Linked DNA regions of Sus scrofa: region 2 is linked to region 1. Evidence: chromatin contacts called from public Hi-C data. All regions are on one chromosome and are shown on one strand. The core of a region is the stretch at or near the end of the contact, and the rest is flanking DNA. Distances in the headings are between cores, read along the strand shown. Region 1 overlaps RAD51B (DNA repair protein RAD51 homolog 2). Region 2 overlaps RAD51B (DNA repair protein RAD51 homolog 2).

Region 1 (2,700 bases), core at 61-2,560:
AATTGCATTTGGTCACAATAGACACTGGCGTTTTTCCTACAGAAAACGGAGAACTTGTACGGAAATGTATTAGCATCTCATCGTAAACAATACTATTCTTTCTCGTCATCAAAAACGGTATTTCACACTTCTATAAGAGCTGAGCTGGGAAATTACAGAACCGATGTCTGAAAGAAATTCAGCAGAGCAATGAGCAAAGGTGTTGGGTCCAACAGACATGGAGACAACTTAGGTTATTAGCTTGTGTATCTGGAGGGACAGATATGATTGATGCTTACAGGACACTTGAGAGACTAGAGCCCATCACGGGAAAGTCTCTTCTTAAAATGATGTTCCTTTACTTTGTTTTCCTAAAGAGTCGAGTCAAATGACAGCTCCTCCACATTCCTCCAAAAGCTGGAACGGGTTTTAAGCTATTTCGCAGCATTTAAAAGAGAAAAGGCTGGGGGTCCTCTCCCCTTCTGTAGCTACACTCCCCTCTAAAAAAAAAAAAAAAAACATGCTTGGCTCTTTCACCTTATGCTTTTAAGAAGGAATTTTAATGGGACGGAGCTCCTTGAGGTGCACAAACTTAGGAGGGAGGAGCACAATAGGACCTCTCGAAGATTCTGAGCCCACTGGCCACTGCCGGGGATGTTAGGTCCATAAACAAAATCTGTCTTTAAGAAAGAAAAAAAAAAAAAAAAGTCCTCTTTGAAAAGTGCAACCGAGAGAAAATGAATCACTTCTTTTTCTCAGGGTCTGTCCTACAAGAACCAAGGACTTGTCCATGACTCCGAACAGCAGGGCCATGACAACCGGTCAAAGACAAACGTGTTTTGTCCAGCGGTTCTCTTTCCTGTGGAAACATTTTCTTCCCCATTCATATAAGTTATAGGCTGCACTGAAGAGCTCCATAAACTGACACTCGAGAATATCAGTGGGCCTTTTTATGCTGAAAACCAAGGCACACTGACATCTTGGGCTTGTTTGTATCCATGAGAGTGGAGGTGCCGGAACATCTGGTCACCCTTTGCTAGAGCCCTGCCTCTGCCCTGGGGCTGAGTCCCAGCTCACCTCTGCTATTCTGCCTGGCCAATATTCTCTCGCTTCCTGCGAATGTCCCCTACTCTTCAGCTCTACTCTCCTATTTTCTTACTGTTGGACCCCAGCCCTCAGGTCTCTGGTTTATGAGATATCATTGAAATGTAAGCATAGGCCCTCGGTGAATGCTGGTCATGCTAAGGTTACGAGCAGCTGCGGGCAACACCCAAAGGGCCTGTTCCCAGGAACTGGGGAGAAAACTTGGCCTCTTTTGGGTAAGGTTTGTCTCCCTATGGAGGAAAAGTCATAAAATCCCGACTATTGTGTTCTTTCCTTTTGGAAATACAAGTCGAGAGACTTCTATAAATTTTTGTAAAAAATCTAATTAAAGGAATTGACTCAAGTTTTGGTTATTTCTTTTTTAAAAAAATGCTATAGCTACCTTGAGCATTATAATGAGAAAATTAAGTTTCTTGTCTCAGAAACAAACATGGAAACAAGGCATGACTCATTTTTACCATTGTTCTATTCCAGCAACTTAAAAGCACAGTCTGCTCAGTGAAGATCCACATAAACACGCACAGACACATTTTGCTGTAGTCCTGAGAGCAGAAGATATCAATTAATTGGAGGGTGTGAAAATAAAGACAGGACAAATGGTGGCGGGGCACAGGGGGGAGGGGGTGGTGAGGAATGACAAAAACCACAAAACTATCATAAATAAATAACTCAGAATGGATGCTCAATACACAAGTGGGAGCAAAACCGGTCTATCGTTCCAGACTGCATCTAGGGTTCTTTTGAGCAACACATTTATTCACTAAAGCACCAAAGCAGCTATTAGAGGAAACAATAAAGAGGTCCCTTCCCCCTGGAAATTTGAGTCCTGCTTTGGAATTTTTATGACATTTCATGCTTAACAAACAAGAAGGTCTCCCAACCCTCTTGTAGCTTCAAAGCATCCCTAGGGTGGTGGCCTGTGATTGATATCGTCGGTCTGACTTACAGGTATTGTTGCAGGTATTCTCAAAAGGCACAGCGTTTATGCTTTATGAAAGAATGGCAGCTCTGGCAGGTGAAGAAATAAACAAAATTCTCATATCCCCAACCTGCTGGCTTACCCTGGTGACTGTGACTTACCTGGGTCACTTCAACAAGAGACCTTCATGTCACCAGTGCCTGCTCTGAAAAATCAGGATATTGCAATCACCCCGAGGGGCCAGCTGAAAAAGCACCCTGAGATCCCAGTTGGAAAGTAGAGGAGGGTGTGGTGAAAGTACATGGGTTAACGACAGTCCAGTTGTTCTTTGTTTCATGCAACAAGTGGGCTCCTAAAAAGCCAAGGTGTACAATCTTTCTTGTTTCATTTTTGTAAAGGAGATCCTTTACAGTTCACATCAGGAGCTTGCTGTGTAATGAAACTCAACTGTAGCTCCAGTTGTAAAGAATGCTTTTATAATTAAAATGAAACCTGTCTGTTTGATCAGCTTTATCCATTCAGATTTGGTTTTTATGGGCGTTCTTTAAGACAGAGTATATGTGCAGTATCATCACCAGGCTTAGATATGCATTGCTTTGTTTTAATACTATTCTTTCCTTTGTTAGCAAAAATCCAAAGAAATGTTGGGGATAGCCCCCAAGCTCATCTTCTTCACAGAGTGAAAGGACAAAACTGGG
Region 2 (2,700 bases), core at 136-2,635, 250 kb before region 1:
TACTGCAAGTAACCCTTAATAAACTGCCATTTGTCGGGCTCTGGTATAGTGTCAAAGAAGACTATCCACAATTATCTGAAAAGGCTATTAAAAATATTCCTCCCTTTTCCAGCTACATATCTATGCGAGGCTGGGTTTCCTTTATAAACTTCAACCCAAACAATATTATCACAGCTGATTGAACGCAGAAGCAGATATGAGAATCCAGCTGTTTTCTATTAAGTCAGACATTAAAGAGATTTGCAAAAATGTAAAACACTGTCATTCTTCTCATTAAGTTTTGTCCTATTTTATTGTGGGAAACAATTATTTTTACAGGAAGATTGTGTTATTTCAAATTTTTGAACAAATCTATCAACTTATCAGTTTTTATGAATTCATGTGAATTGATTCATATAAACATATGTTAAATGGATTAAGAAAGAAATATTAAATATTTTTCTGGGATTTTTTTCTTTTTTTTTTTTTGGCTGTGCCTACAACATGTGGAAGTTCGCAGGCGAGGGATTGAATAGCAGCAACCTGGGCCCTTGCAATGACAACGCCCGATCCTTAACCCACTGTGTCACAAGAGACCTCTCTTCTGTTTTAATTTTTGCCCTGGTAGATGATTTAAATATCTATCACCGCAGAGCAAAATATCCCAAAGCCTTGTGGGTTAAAGCAACAGCGATCCCTTGTCACCCCTCAGAGTTGCTGCGGATTTAGGAATCCAGGAGTGGCTTGGCTGGGCTTTTCTGGCTCAGGGTCTCTTGAGAGATTTGGGCCATGAGGCTTGACGAGGGCTGGAGGACCTGCTTTCAAGGTTGCTCACTCACAAGCCTTGCGACTTGTGGCTGGCTCTTGAGAAGGGCCTTCGCTCCTCTTCACATAGTCTCGCCCAGGGTACTCAGAATATGGTGATTCGTTTCCTCCAGAGGAAACAATAGAAGAGACCAAGTAGAAGCCCGTAGTCCCTTTCATGGCCCAGCCTCTGAATTCACACATCCTTACTTGTGCCATTTTCTGTTGGCACGTAGACCAGCCCTGATTCAGGACACAATGGGCATACATGCTGGGAGATAAGGATCCATGGGGGCTATTCTGGAGGCTGGCTACCCCAGGATCTACCAACGGATACAACCACATAAACAAAGGCTTTGGGGTCTTCATCAGATTGAAAATCTCCTCCTCCCCCGCGCTCCTCCTTCTCCTCTTTGCTGCTGCTTTTCCTCCTCCTCCCCCTCCCCTTCCTCCTTCTCCCGCTCTGCCTCTTCTTCCTCCTTCTCATCTTCTCCCTCCCTCCTCTCCCTCTTCTTCCTCCTCCTCCCCCTCCCCCTTCTCTTCCTCTTCCTCCTTTTTCTCCTCCTCCTCCTTCCTCTTCTCGTTGCTTTATAGTCATACCATCGCTCAAGCAACTTCTTCCTCACCCTCCATGAGCTTAGGGGCAGTTCCTTCTAGCTCTGTTTCTTCTGCAATTGAACGTAGCAGGTGCCCCCTTATGAGTTTAACCCTCCCTGCAGCCTTAGCCTGTTGGATGTTTTGCCTGGTGATGCTTGGGGCTCGCATCAGCTCTCGCCCTTCTCAGACCAGGCTCCCTGAATAGTGCAGGTCTTCAAGAGGGGGTCACTGGCAGGCAAACTTGGGTCACTGATGGTAGAAGAAGAGCAGTTCCGAGCCAAGTGCCTGGAGGCACTGGAGAGAGCAGTGAATGAAACAGGCCAGGGTCCCTGCCCTTGAGGAGATTACAGTTCCAGAAGTGAGAAGTGATAAAAATAATAATCACAACCAATACACAATTTGGTACAGTCGACCCTCTGCAGGAGTGCCACCTGCCGATATATGGATTTGGGGATCCACAGGGGTTCCTGGAAACAACTCCTGTGGGCACAGAGGGGCAACTGTGGCATGTTAGAAAGTGATGACTTAAGGGGGGAAAGGCAGAGTCAGGTCACAGGAAGTGGGAATGCAAGGGGTACGGGGAGAGCTTGAGATGAGCTAGGCGATCAGGAGGCGCCTTGGTGAGAAAGTGACATTTTAGGGAAGACTTGAAGAGGTGAGGGAACAGCTGCAGCAAAGGCTCCAATGCGGATGCGTAGCTGGTGTTTTTGAAGAAAGCAAGGAGGCCAGTGTGGCTGGAGGAATAACCAAGGGGGAGAGGAGGGGGTGGGAAAGTTGCCGCTAACAAGGGCCGGATCCTTCAGGGCCTGGAGGGCCACTGGAAGGACTTTGGCTTTTTACTCTAGATGAGATGGGAGTGATTTAGGGGTTTGAGCCAGAGCATGTTGAGAATATACTGTAGGGCAAGTAGAAGCAGGGGGACCAGTTAGTGGGAAGTAGAATGAGGGAGACAGGAAGTTATCACTGTTGACCAGGGAAGAGATGGTGCTGCCTTGGACCAGGATGCTGGCAGAAGGGATGGTGAGAATTGGTTGAACTCTGGATAGGTTGTTTGTTTTGTCTTTTTAGGGCTGCACCTGCGGCATATGGAAGTTCCCAGGCTAGGGGTTGAATTGGAGCTACAGCTGCTGGCCACAGCCACGGGGGATCCGAGCTGCATCTGTGACCTACACCACAGTTCATGCCAACCCCAGATCCTTAACCCACTGAGTGAGGCCAGGGATCAAACCCGCATCCTCCCAGACACTAGTTGGGTTCGTTTCCACTGAGCCATGATGGTAACTCCTCCGGATAGGTTTTGAAAGTAGAGCCAGTAGGATT

The links. A called contact is a pair of places that touch in the nucleus more often than the background predicts.
Region 2: a contact with region 1 is called in a Hi-C map of omental adipose tissue, with 2.4 times the contacts expected there. The contact joins two enhancer-like sites. A contact is called at or near these places in 7 of 47 Hi-C or Micro-C datasets (alveolar macrophages, embryonic fibroblasts, fetal heart ventricle and 4 more) and 2 of 2 datasets of contacts at active chromatin or transcription factors (alveolar macrophages and skeletal muscle).

Annotation. Positions count from the first base shown.
Region 1 is chr7:91,961,846-91,964,545 of Sscrofa11.1, reverse strand. The region is part of intron 8 of RAD51B (DNA repair protein RAD51 homolog 2); the gene reads right to left. It overlaps LOC110261690 (a long non-coding RNA gene), which reads right to left. Exons shown (of 2, transcript XR_002346148.1): 2 at 1,822-2,700. Among named protein-coding and RNA genes, the nearest start is that of RAD51B, 370 kb to the right of the region's middle. Within about 2 kb of position 1,310, at least 6 of the 83 cell types and tissues checked have an H3K27ac peak or open chromatin away from gene starts, as enhancers often do. A contact at or near this core is called in omental adipose tissue, where this site is marked.
Region 2 is chr7:92,211,851-92,214,550 of Sscrofa11.1, reverse strand. All of the region lies in intron 11 of RAD51B (DNA repair protein RAD51 homolog 2), which reads right to left. Among named protein-coding and RNA genes, the nearest start is that of ZFP36L1, 280 kb to the left of the region's middle. Within about 2 kb of position 1,385, at least 12 of the 83 cell types and tissues checked have an H3K27ac peak or open chromatin away from gene starts, as enhancers often do. A contact at or near this core is called in omental adipose tissue, where this site is marked.